Linked DNA regions of Sus scrofa: region 1 is linked to region 2. Evidence: chromatin contacts called from public promoter capture Hi-C data. All regions are on one chromosome and are shown on one strand. Each heading gives the region's core, a stretch centred on a gene start, on an enhancer-like site or on the middle of the called end of the contact. The rest is flanking DNA. Distances are from core to core; before and after follow the strand shown.

Evidence for each region. Promoter capture Hi-C pulls out the DNA fragments that hold promoters and counts their contacts.
Region 1: a promoter capture Hi-C map of liver shows a contact between it and region 2, with 8 times the contacts expected there. The contact joins the promoter of FAM107B here to the promoter of CDNF in region 2. A contact is called at or near these places in 2 of 5 promoter capture datasets (both in liver) and 1 of 2 datasets of contacts at active chromatin or transcription factors (alveolar macrophages).

What each region holds. Positions count from the first base shown.
Region 1 is chr10:47,138,798-47,145,219 of Sscrofa11.1, reverse strand. It overlaps FAM107B (protein FAM107B), which reads right to left and starts at 4,444. Exons shown (of 4, transcript XM_021064842.1): 1 at 4,234-4,444.
Region 2 is chr10:46,932,136-46,938,249 of Sscrofa11.1, reverse strand. It overlaps CDNF (cerebral dopamine neurotrophic factor), which reads right to left and starts at 2,720. Exons shown (of 4, transcript XM_003130739.4): 1 at 2,434-2,720. The coding sequence starts at 2,548. It overlaps HSPA14 (heat shock protein family A (Hsp70) member 14), which reads left to right and starts at 2,947. Exons shown (of 14, transcript NM_001243393.1): 1 at 2,947-3,094; 2 at 4,254-4,334; 3 at 4,410-4,492. The coding sequence starts at 3,038.

The DNA of each region.
Region 1 (6,422 bases), core at 3,195-5,694, 210 kb before region 2:
CAGCATTCCCTAGGTACTTTGCACAAGGAAAAGTCTACAGTTCAGATGAAGGAGCAAATGTAAAATAAAAAAAAAAAAAAATCTCGGGTGGGAGCAGAACCATGAGAAGAATGTTTACCAGCATCAGGGTCATGAATGATTTGGGATCTTGGTTTTGCTTTTTAATAGTAATACGAATGGTAGAGGATAGGAAAGTTCTGGAAGATGCTGTCAATCTTCCACTAAAATGAAAATCTGGTGTTTCTGTATTGTATTGTTTTCAGTAAATCTTAAGTGTTTTGGATGTTGGTGGGGGTGGAGTTCAGACAGAGAGGGCCCAGCACTTCTTGCTGGAGAAGGAAAAGGAGAGAAACTGGTCTGCTCAGCAAACAAAAGGCAAAACTAGGCCAAGCAGAGACAAGGAAATTACACAAGGAAGCGCAGTGAAGCCTCATCAGGTCACCGCAGCACTAAGTAGCCCCAGGGCTGGGCAGAGACTCCCCAATAGCACAGTTTTCCCCATACAACGGGGGTGGGGGGGGAGGCAGAGAGATGCAAAATCCGGTCAATGCCCACAGCTACTTCCTCCAAAGCTGAAAAAGGCTGACAAGGAGTTCCCATTGTGACTCAGTGGTAACAAATCTAACTAGTATTCATGAAGACAAATGTTCAATCCCTGGCTTTGATCGTGGGTTAAGGATCCAGGCAGACACGGCTCAGATCTGGCGCTGCTGCGGCTGTGGCGTATGGTATAGGCCGGCAGCTACAGCTCTAATTCGATCCCTAGCCTGGGAACTTCCAGGTGCTGCAGCTGTAGCCCTAAAAGACAAAGAAGAGGAAGGCTCACAAGTCATTATCTCCTCCAGATATCTGGGGACTTCTAAAAATGCCTCCATTCGAGATCTCACCCAACCAAATTTCCTGGCCCACTTTTTCCGAACATTTGCACAGAGAATTCTGGATGGAGGGGGCAGGTGGGACATAATGATATGAAGCCTCCCTCTTTGCAGAGAAAAGTTTTCCACCTCCTCAGCCACACTCCTCAAAAATCAGTAAAAGTCTTTTCCACATTTACTTGGACATTTTAAACAATGAAGAAACCAAAGGAGTTCCTGTTGTGGCTCAGTGGTTAGCAAATCCAACTAGGAACCATGAGGTCGTGGGTTTGATCCCTGGCCTTGCTCAGTGGGTTAAGGATCTGGCGTTACCGTGAGCAGTGGTGTAGGTCGCGACACGGCTCGGATCCTGGCTGCTGTGGCTGTGGTGGAGGCCAGCAGCTACAGCTCTGATTCGATCCCTAGGCTGGGAACCTCCATATGCCACGGGAGCGCCCCTAGAAAAGGCAAAAAAAAAAAAAAAAAAAAAAAAAGAGAGAGACAAAAAAATGAATGAATGAAAAATGAATGAATGACAGCAACATACAGTTTAAGGACGGGATTTCCCATAGCACTTCTCACACACAAACCAAGTCTACTCTTTAAACATCCTAGGAATGGAACGGCAGCTGGCCATCACAACTAGCCAGAGCAAGTCCAGAGCCCTGGGCCACTCCCCAATTTTTCTCTCCTACCTACAAGGCAACAAGACTTTGAGGAGCAAAGCGACTCAACTCTAACCAGCTTGGCTATGCTGCTTAGACTGTTCGAGGCCACAGGAGGATTGAAAAATAAGATTTAGAGATTTTCACACCCCCCTTTTAGCACCTATTGACATCTGTATGGAGAAAGGTACCATTATTATAGCAGATTACATACTGCTCACAGCCACTGATCCTCCATTTCCACAGGGTACCCCTGCAGATACCAAAATCCAAGGATGCTCAAATCCCTGGTCTAAAAGGATGCAGTTCGATGAACACAGTCGGTCCTCTGTATCCACGGGTTTGGCACCTGCAGATTTGATCCTGTATTGGTTGATTATACGGATACGAAATTTGAGGGCCAACTGTAATACACACACATCCCCACCAAGCACGCATGCAGATTAAGGAGCCCCGTTAGAAACAGGAACAAAGACTGCACCTGACAGCACACAACCACAACTTCCTTCTTGCAAAATCTTCTAACTTCAAAAAGTATTGCATCATTCTAATGCTCAATCTAGAAGTTCTAAACACTTGTCTCCAAGGCCTCTTTGTGACTTTGCAAACAGGAGAAATTCAACGTTGGTCAATTTTACAAGTGGAAGATAAATGTGATGACAGAAGCCGTCAGGGGCCCAATGTCGGGTTGAGCAAAGTGTTCTCTGTTTTTGTTTTTCACCGAATACACACCCTCAAAACTACCCACTACTCATAGGAAAACCCTTCTTATTTTACTTTCTCAATGCAAGGTCTTTTAGAAGCAATCATGTCACCACCTACAAAACCACTGCTATGCCTTGTTCTATGAAAAGAGCTCCTTTCCATGGTATAATTCTCAAGAATCTCAGAATACCATTCTATTTTAAATAATTTTAAAGCTGAAAGGCTTACCTTTATTTTTAAAAAAACTCAGGGGTGGGAAGGAGTGGGACACACAGGGAGTTTGGAGTTGGTGGATGCAAACTGTTACCTCTGGAATGGAGAGGCAATGGACTCCTGCTGTACAGCAGAGGGATTTGTATATGACTGGTTCAGTTTGCTGTACAACAAATTGAAGAAACACGGTAAATCAACTATAATTTAAAAACATTTTAAAAAATAAAAGAAATTAAATTTTAAAAAGTCAACCCCAAACCACTCCTAAAATCCAAAGAATATTATTTTCAATGTTTCTGTCGTATTACATTCTTCCATTTTAAGTGGAACTTGCATTGTTTTTTCTACTTCTTCCCTCCCCCTTCTGTACAGGTGGTTATTTGCCAGGCTACAAGGAAATATATTTCAAACAACTTGTTGGCAAGCCACTGTTGAAGACTATGGCTATTAGAGATCATAAATTAGATTGATGTGAGTGATAAAGATTAATAATCAGTAACTCTCATTTATTCACACACGCACACACACACACACACATTCACAACGGCTGTCACGCCATAAATGAAGCAAAGATGCCTTTATCCTCAGGGTATGTTTGGGTGGTTGAGTATTTGAGTGACTTTTTCCTCCTATATTTCTTTGGAAATTTTTAATAAACATATATAATTTTATACTTAAAAGTTTTAAACTGGAAACTACCAGCACTAAGAAATCTCTAGACAGGAATTCCAGATACTATTTCAACTTAAGGCAACTTGGACAGCTAAAATCTCCAAAGTGCTGGAGGGGGAACGAGTCCGGAGGAGAAACCAAGAACCTGTTAGCAAGTCTAACAGGCCTCACCCCCGTTTTCTGTATTTATTTTAATATCACACCCACTTTAATCAAATAACTTTGCTTTATGGTCACTGAGAGGGTATGGTATCTTGATTTGCTGCAGAGACTAAGATCTGTAATTTATCCTCAACGGGATTCCTTTTCACATTTCAGAGGGACTGCTACCATCCCCTACACAGCCTGTCAAAACCTGGCCCGACGCATCCGCGTCGTCCGTGAGGAACCTGAAGATGTTTGGAGAGAAGTTAGGAGAATCAAAATTTTAGGACTTGGGTGCAGAGTCCACCCAACTTAGTGGGTTCACTGGAGGAGCAAAAGCGGAGAGGAAGCAAATACGGAAAAGTTACTTGCAGACTGTTTGGAAACAGTGCCCGGGTCACCTTTAAACCAGCGGGGCAAACCGGCCCCCCGCAGCCCCTCCTTTGTTTGCCCAGGCGGAGGCTCGGCTGCGCCCGGGCAGCGAGGGGCGAACCCAGCGCCCAGGGCTCGGCATCTGGCCGTGTGCGGCGCACCGGGTGGGCAGCGCATCCCCGCTCCAGGCAGGGTCTCTCCATTTTCAGGGCCGAGAAAGCAACAATAAGCCGAGCAGTGTGGCCGCCGGGGCTCGCCTCCCTCGCGGCGTCCCCCGGCTACCCCGCACCCCGGGGCTCCCAGAACCACTGCGCGTGACCCCCCGCCACGCCCCGGGCCCGCGCCCCGCGTCCGCCCCCGGTACGGCGCTGGGTGGCCCCGGGCTCCTCGCACGCCCACCGCCCGGCGTGCAGTCCTCGCGCGCGTACAGGGACCCTCCCGCCCCAGGGCAGGCCGGGAGGGGCAGCCCGGCGACCCTTCCTGCCCCGGAGACCCTCAGGTCGGGAGTCGAGGCAGGGCGGGCGGCCGCGCAGTGGCCCCGGCGGGCACCCCGCCTCCCCCGAGCTCCTAGTCTTTGTGTGCAAAGTAAGTGCGGGAGGCAAACCCACCTCTGCGCGCGCACAAAGGCGCGCGGCGCCCTTCCCGGCGCTCGCTCCGGGCGTCCACGGAGGCGCCCGGCGGCTATAGGCGGACGGAGGCGGCGCGGGCGGCGGCTCAAACGGCGTCGGCGACTGCCAGTCCGGCGCAGGGCGGCTCTTTCACACCCGGCGGCCCCGCGCGTCCGAATTAAGCGACGGGGCGGGGAGAGGGTGGGGCGAGTCTGCTGATGACACGCCCTCGGACACGCCCCGGACACGCCCCGCCGCGCTGGCTGAAGCTCGGTGCTCGGGACCCGGGCCTCGGGGGGACTGTGCTGGGAGAGTCTCGCGGATTAGGTTCCGGGAGGTTTTCCTTATCTGGTTTTAGGCTGGTTGGCTTCGGAAACTCTCCCAGGAGAGGGAATATTGGAAGGGAAAAAAACAACAACAACAACAACAGCTGAGTGTCACCGGATGAGTGAGAGCGAAATGGGAAATTAAAGGCGGCAGGCACGCGTTTGCGGGACCCACGATTAAAGATCTCTCTCTCTGTCTGTCTCTGTCTCTCTCTCTCTCTCTCTCTCTCTCTCTCTCTCACACACACACACACACACACACACGAGTTCGCGGGAGCGTTTGGCTGGTGGGTGTCTGGTCTCCACCTCCACTCCGCGCCTGTAACATTCAGAGAGGCTGTCCCCATTTAAATTCTGCCAAGACGTGACCGAAGCAAACTCAAAGGGAATGAGGAGGAGACGCATCAAATTTGTTGAAATGGTTCACATTTACTGTCAAACCATAGCCTGAAACCCAGTGACAGAGGAATTTGCTCAGATTCTTCCCCCTCCCCCGCTCATCAAAGGGTAATTGGAGATTTAAACTTGTGCAAAAGGAGAAAAGGGTTTGTTTTACCTCTTTTTTTTCCCCCTCTGATATTCGTTTTTCTCAGCGCTCTTACAGCAAATGGCTTCTCTGCCCAACCCTAAGATTCTTAGATTACAATCTACCCGAATCACAGCAGGTACAAAAATGAGAGATATCTGTTTCAAAGTCACAAACAGTAAAGACAGCAGGTAATGGATTTTTAGATCAAAAGCTTTTTAATTTTCTTGGCAACAGATGAATAAGGGCTGATTTATGGGGAAGCTTTTCTGACTGAAACAGCTTGGGTCATGATCACACAGAAAAGTCCTATCAATTATGAATTTCAGCAAACAAATGACTTAGTCCAAAGATGCTTTCAGGCCACAGCACTTTAAGACCCTGGTCATCCCCAGGCCTGAAGCCCACTGAGGAGTGGGGTCACCTGCCACAGGATTTAGAAAGAGGAGTTCCCTCCCAGCCCAAGAAACGCACCTGTATGAACTTTATCCACAAGTTTCCCACAAGTCTTACTTCTCTCCCATTCTGAGTTGTGTTGTTTCTATTCTTGACAATGGGTCCACCAGCTACCAAAACCAGAACCTGGGATCCAACCTAGATTTTCTCCCCACTCTCCACATGAGAGTCAATTTCAAGTCCTGCACATACTAGGTGATGCCTCCATAGCCACCCCCACCCCTGCCCCACACCCCCATCCCCCCAGCTCTGCCACAGTTGCCCTTTAGGGTCTACCACTGCACTCTAGCAGTAGCCTCCCAACTGTTCCTAGCCTTCAATCTCACAAATGCTTTTCCTCCAAACTGCTTCCCCCGTGAATTTCCCAAATGCAAATCTGTTCTTAAAACCCTTTAATGCGTGCCCAAGTCCAAGTCCTACTACATGACCAAGTTCAAGCTCCTTCCTACAGTACCCCATAGACCGGCATGCAAGTTCAAGCTCACTCCTACAGTACCCCATAGAGCAGCACGCAAGTTTGGGGGTGAGGTGGTTGGCCACATGGAGTTCCTGGGCCAGGAATCAAATCCAAGCCATTTGCAAACTAAGCTGCACTTGTGGCAACGGGGGATCCTTTACCCACTGTGCCAGTCCTGGGATGGAATCCATATCCCAGGATTTTCACTAATCCCACTGCACCACAGAGGAAACTCCAGTACACAAGTTCAAGCTCCTTCCTACAGTACCCCATTGAGCAGCATGCTTCCTGATACCGCCTTGACAACTTCCCTGTGCTCTTGCTACATCCCCCAAACAAACACACTTGGCTCCACTCAGCCAGAGTGCTGTATTTGCTAACTGGCCCTGTTTTTTTGAATATGAAGACTAGATGAAGGAATCTG
Region 2 (6,114 bases), core at 1,471-3,970:
TTTAATGATCCTGGCACATATCTATCACTATAACCAGATAACCATATTCCTTTTACCTTATGTTGAAGGGTTTTATTAAAATCAGTCCCATAAGTGAATCTATGATTATTTCAAAGTTAAAAAAAAAAAGTTTAAATAATCCCATAACACAATTCTTTTAAAGAGATACGGATGGAATCCCCTTGTGGCATAGTAGGCTGAGGACCCAGTTTTGTCATTTGTAGAGGCTCAGATTTCTGCTGTGGCGCAGGTTCAATCCCTGGCCTAGGAACTTCCACATGCCATGCGTGCGGCCAAAAACAAAAAACCCCCCAAAAACCCAAAACATTTACACTTTTTTTTCCCACCAGTAAGCTTCGCATGACCTAAAGTAGGGCTCAGAAACTTAAACAGGGCCCAGGCAAGTAAAACGACTTGATAAAGCGATCCAAGTCTAGGAAAAACAAAAACCTTAAGAACACATGTCCTTTCTAGAAAGTTTAGCCACAGCTATTTCCAACTGTATGGACATAGGGGCTAGTCTTGACTGCTAACCTGGTTTTCAAGGTAAGCCAGAAATCTGAATTTTTGAATATGATGTCTCCCAATTTTAATATGTAGCCAATTAATTTAAATGGGTTTTTTTTTCCAAATACTTTGTGAACTTCACAAACTACATCAATAGGTCCCAAGTGGTTCATGGACTATCAATTTTTTACTGATCAAAGAAGTCAGTGGCATCCTATGCCACGGAGTAGTCAAGGTAAGAGTAGAAATTTGAGTTCCTGTCGTGGCACAGCGGAAACAAATCCGACTAGGAACCATGAGGTTTCGGGTTCGATCCCTGGCCTGGCTCAGTGGGTTAAGGATCCGGTGTTGCCATGAGCTGTGGTGTAGGTCGCAGACGCGACTTGGATCCCGTGTTGCTGTGGCTCCAGTGAAGGCTATAGCTCTGATCAGACCCCTAGCCTGGGAACCTCCATGTGCTGCGGGTGCGGCCCTAAAAGAACAAAAGACAAAAAAAAAAAAAAAAACGAATGGAAATACTGCCCTACAGTATATAGAGTAGAGCATTTTAATCTTACACACTGAGGGGAAATTAATTGGCTAGTGATAAAGACTAATAAGCAGAAATAGAGCCAGATTCTTCTTGTTCTAAAACCAGAATTTCCTTCACTGTGATTCCACAACTTCTTTAACAAAAGGAAATATACACCCAGGTTAGTCAGACATACAAGTTAATAATTACAATATGCTTTAATACATTCAGGAAAGACGTTAGAAGCGTCACATTTAATTAATCCAGATGCTTCGGCTCTTCTGAAATGTTTGTAAGTAGAAGCTCCAGAAATTAAATTACTGATGACAAATCCAACTAATTGTTTATGCCTCACAAATTCTACTTTAAACGTGTAGGACCCAGTTATAAGGGATCTTTCAACAAAATTATAACTTAGCTGGGCAAATATCTGTATCTAAAGTTTAACAGCCTGTAGATACTTTGAATTTCTGAGAAAAGTTTAATTATTGCAAGGCTGTTAGAAATCTGGACTCCAATTGTGAAGACTTGATTCAGTTATAGTACAGTCTATACTCACCCATTCATTCAACCTAGATGTGCACCTACAATTTCCTGCTAAGGAAGAATAGATTCGCAAGATCACAGAAGGGTGAGCGGATATACATTTAAAGTAATCATTTCAATGAGTGAAATACAAAAAGTGCTACTGTAGTCTGGGAGAAAGGGCTAGCGTGGCTAATTATCTTCTTGCTAACAGCCCTCTGAGATAGGTATTTTCACGTCGATTTTGCAAGAAACCAGGCACAATGGCCTCAGAGCCAGAAGGCTGGGTGGGACGTAGACCCACGTGTTCCGACTCTAAGTCCCCAGCGGAGACCCTGTCAACAAAAAAGCAATCTTTCTTTTCTATTCCTCCTCTTTCTAAAGCGTTAAGACACTCCTTTGTAAAGCAACTTTTCCCTGTGAAGTCCTAACAAAAGTTAGTTATGTCCTGAGATTTAAGCCATTTTATCTCAATTTAGACAATGTGTAATGCTTTGTCCTTTGGGGAGTTACAAACTAATTTGAAATTGAAAGGCTTCTCCAGTGCGTGGAAAGGTGGTTACAGCAGCCGAATCCATTTGGCGCCAGGGTCGTCTGCATCTACATGGCGTCTGCGCAAAACCGAATCCAAATCAAAACCCACCGGCTTTGACTGCGGCAGTTTTATAGAACAGGACCAAGAACGCGAACTGTAGAACGCGGACTGTAGACGTCCCTGAGCCCGGCTCGAACTTTTGCCTAAGTTTGGGCGTAGGCGATCGGAACCCTGGGCCAGGGCCAGCATCTCCTCAGTGAAATGCTATTTATAGCCAGGGCCGGGAAAAGCCAAACCCAACAGCTGCGCTGCGAAGCGGTGCCACCGCCATGCAAGCAGGTCTCACACCGCTCACCTTCACAGTCGGCGCCCGGCCGACCCCCGGCCTCCTGGCCCTGCGCCCGCCCCGGGCTAGAGAACCAAAGTCCGGCGCAAAAGGCCACCATGGCAGCTGGGCTCCCACACCACATGCTCAACCAGCAGCTCCAAACGACCAACCACGGGCGTAAGGAACAGCTGGGCTGTTAGATTCCGAGGCTGCACCCAGACGCAGGAGCTCAATGCAAGGGCTTGTAAAGAACCTGCCCGGAGTTGCTAGGACAAATGACGCGACTCATCCGTGAGTTTCCATTGGCTCTCAAGAAAAGGGCATGGAAAGGGGCGGAGCGAAGGAGTCTCTTCCCTTCCCTCCCCGACCGGGCGCGTGCGCATTAGCACTCACGCTGGGCCGCCCCCCTGAGCGGAGAGAGAGCCCTAAAGCTATTTGCCCATTGTTCTAGAGGGAAGGCGGGACCTTCACGCTGATTGGTGGCGACGCGGGAGGCCGCGGCCGAGGAACCGGACGCAGGGGGCGGGCGGGAACGTGAAGTCTCCGCGGTGCCTGATGGGGCTGTTCTGCTGCCGGGCGCTCTTGCCACAGGGGAGCCGCTTTTCACTGCTGCCGCCGTTCTTGCCGCCTCATGGCGGCCATCGGGGTTCACCTGGGCTGCACATCAGCCTGTGTGGCCGTCTATAAGGTGAGGGGCTTGGGGAGCTGGGCTGCGGGTACCCCGTTCTCTGGGTGCGAAGCCAAGTCCTTTGGTCACCTGCGGGGCTGGGTGGAACGCGTGTCGCCGGCCTACGGATGTCGGGCGAAGAAGCGATACTGCGGGAAGGTTTCAGGGCTGAGTGTTGGGCGGACCTGGCCTCGTCCCCTGTGGCTTCTCTGGAGAGGTTTGCGCGCTGGTGGAGGGGCGGGCGGCAGGGGCGCGCGGGGTTCGGAGAGGTCAGGGCCTCAGGAGGGGGGCGGGCCCGCGGACGTTATGGATTCAGGGGGCCTTGAGGGTCTCGGAACGTTGTGGGTGCAGGAGGCCCTAAGGGAGGCGTCCCGGGGACAGCGTGGGCGTAGCAGGCCCGGAGGGTCTCAGGAACATCAGGGCTGCCAGAGGCTTCGAGGGGGACCTGAACGTCTGGTACCCGGAGATTTCTGGACATTAGCCAAGAATGAGCTGTTGATCTCGCGAAGCGTGTGAAGCAAGGTTGATGGTGTGTGCTTTACTCACTTGTCCTGTCTGGAAATGAGAGCCGAACGAGGAGTTTTGGCCTTTCTCTCATCAATGGGGAGGCGGAAGGAACTAATATGATACACACCTGATATTAGTCTCACGTTTCAATGTCAAATGATTTGTAAGGAAAAGCCAAAGGGATTAGTGCTCCTTCATCCTGTGTAGAAAAAGGAGAGGAAGATGCCTTTAAAGGGGAAGGAAGAGCAGTAGAAAGGGTAGTGTAATGAGACTTTTTATTGTATATATAGATAGATTGTTACGTATGGTCTGTTATCAACTACGCAGAGAAGACTGAAAAAAATGAAGCAGCTTTTTGTGGAATGCTGGCCTTATTAAAATCTGGAAATTAAATAATGACAAATAAAACCTACATGTTTTAAAATTGATAAAAGGAGTTCCCCTGTGGCCCAGCAAGGTTAAGGATCTAGCATTGTCGCTGCAGCCGCAGGGATCCCTGGCCCAGGAACTTCCACATGCCTAGGGTGCAGCCAGGAAAAAAATTTTTTTGATAAAGCAATTTCTCTCTCCACGTATATGTCAAAGTAACACTGGCCCACATATGTTTCTATCTAAAGACACTGTATATTTCATTTCAAAAGAACTAATGTAGTAGTTGGGTATTTTTCTCCAGGATGGACGGGCTGATGTGGTTGCAAACGACGCCGGTGACAGAGTTACTCCAGCTGTTGTTGCTTACACAGAAAATGAAGAGGTACTGTTCCCCTCATTTTTGTACTTTGAAATAAGTAAAAGATTACATGCGTTGTAATACATTACTCTTTTTCAGGTTGTTGGATTGGCAGCAAAACAAAGTAGAATAAGGAATATTTCAAACACAGTAATGAAAGTAAAGCAGATCCTTGGCAGAAGGTATGGAATAAAATAATACTTTTGTATATGGTAATAAGAACGTGTTCATACATTCTAAGTGTAATGTGAAATGAAACTCAAAACACCATTTTGTTTTTTTGTTGTTTTTTTAATGACTCAGTCATTTCACAGAATACCCCAGGAGGCTGTTTCTTTTGATATTAGTGCTGAGTCTTCTCAAAAATGGGATTCACTCAGACATTTGTTTCTTGCTTACAGGTCTGTTAGTATTGATAGGTTGCCAACATAAATTTAATTTTGATAATTTGTGTCATGCAGAGATGGTAATTTGGACTTCACATTTTTATAGTATTTTTTGAAACTGAGGGAAGTTGAAAGGTTATGTGGGAAATTGAAGATTTCTTTGCGCTGTAGTTGAATTTTGTGAAATCTGTTAAAATTGGTGCATGTTTACTATTGATATCCTTCCTCAGATCTTTTTTGTGACACTTTATGGGAACTAACTTTTCTAATTGGCTTCCAGATTTAATCATTAGGGAAACAGGTTAATTAATGTCTTAAGAATCAGGTTAATCATCTGTTGTAACTTTAATTAAAAGATTAAAACAGGCTTGCTTCCTGAGACTTCTGTCTCCTCAAATTATAGATTACTGTGATAATTAGGGGTTTTCCTTTTCACTGGAGTTGTAATTCTTGATACAGTGTTTTTAAATTTTCAGAGTGTTTTCACATCTATTATTTTATTTAATCCTTTCAAATCCCTGTAAAATTGGTAGGGCAGATTTTGTCCCTCCCTATTTCTAGGTGAGAAAACAAGGCACATGGAAATTAAGGCATTCCCAAATTAGTTTAGGGATGAACTTGATAGGACTGTAGTTCAAGATGTCTAATCTTTAGCTCCAGGTTCTTTTCTTTCTTCTTTTTTCAGTTGAGAATTTAAAAATTTCCTTGTGTCGATTTTAGAATTATGGATTAAATTTAATATTTATTTATTTTATATGTGGAGATATTTTTTAATTATCCCTTAACCTGTGTTTAGTTAAATTGAACTTGCTATTCATTTCTTTCCTTAAGATATCTACGCCTTAAGCCAAAAACTGTAGTTTTTTGGAGAGAACTCGGATTTTTGTGATGATACGTATACTCCTGTGTCCATTTATCTGTTGGTAAAATGTAGTACTGAGCATACTGAAAATAAACTGAGTTGGTATCAAAGTTTTTCAAATTATAAACTGAATGAAAAAAAAAAACAACGGGAGTTGTAGTTGGGTCTTGATGCTAAATTCATTGTAAGCAGCCAACAATGTGTGTATATATATATATATATACACACAATTTTTTTTTTAATCTTTTTGTTTTGAGATAACAGTTGATTTACATACTGTTGCAAGAAATAATACAGAGAAGTGGGATGTATTACTGGAATTACCATTTTCTCCCAGTGGTAACATCTCGCAAAACTACACTGCAGTGTCACCACCAAGGTACCTACACTGATAGACACAAGACACAGAACAGTTGCATAGGTCCATCCCCTTGGCAGCCCTGTTTGTTTTATGCGCTATTTGGGGGTGGATGGTCATAGCAGTGAGGTGGATGTCTTCTGCCATATTATGCAAAAAGCTTTGTATTAGCAAAAGCAACTTCAGCTCGCTTTTCTG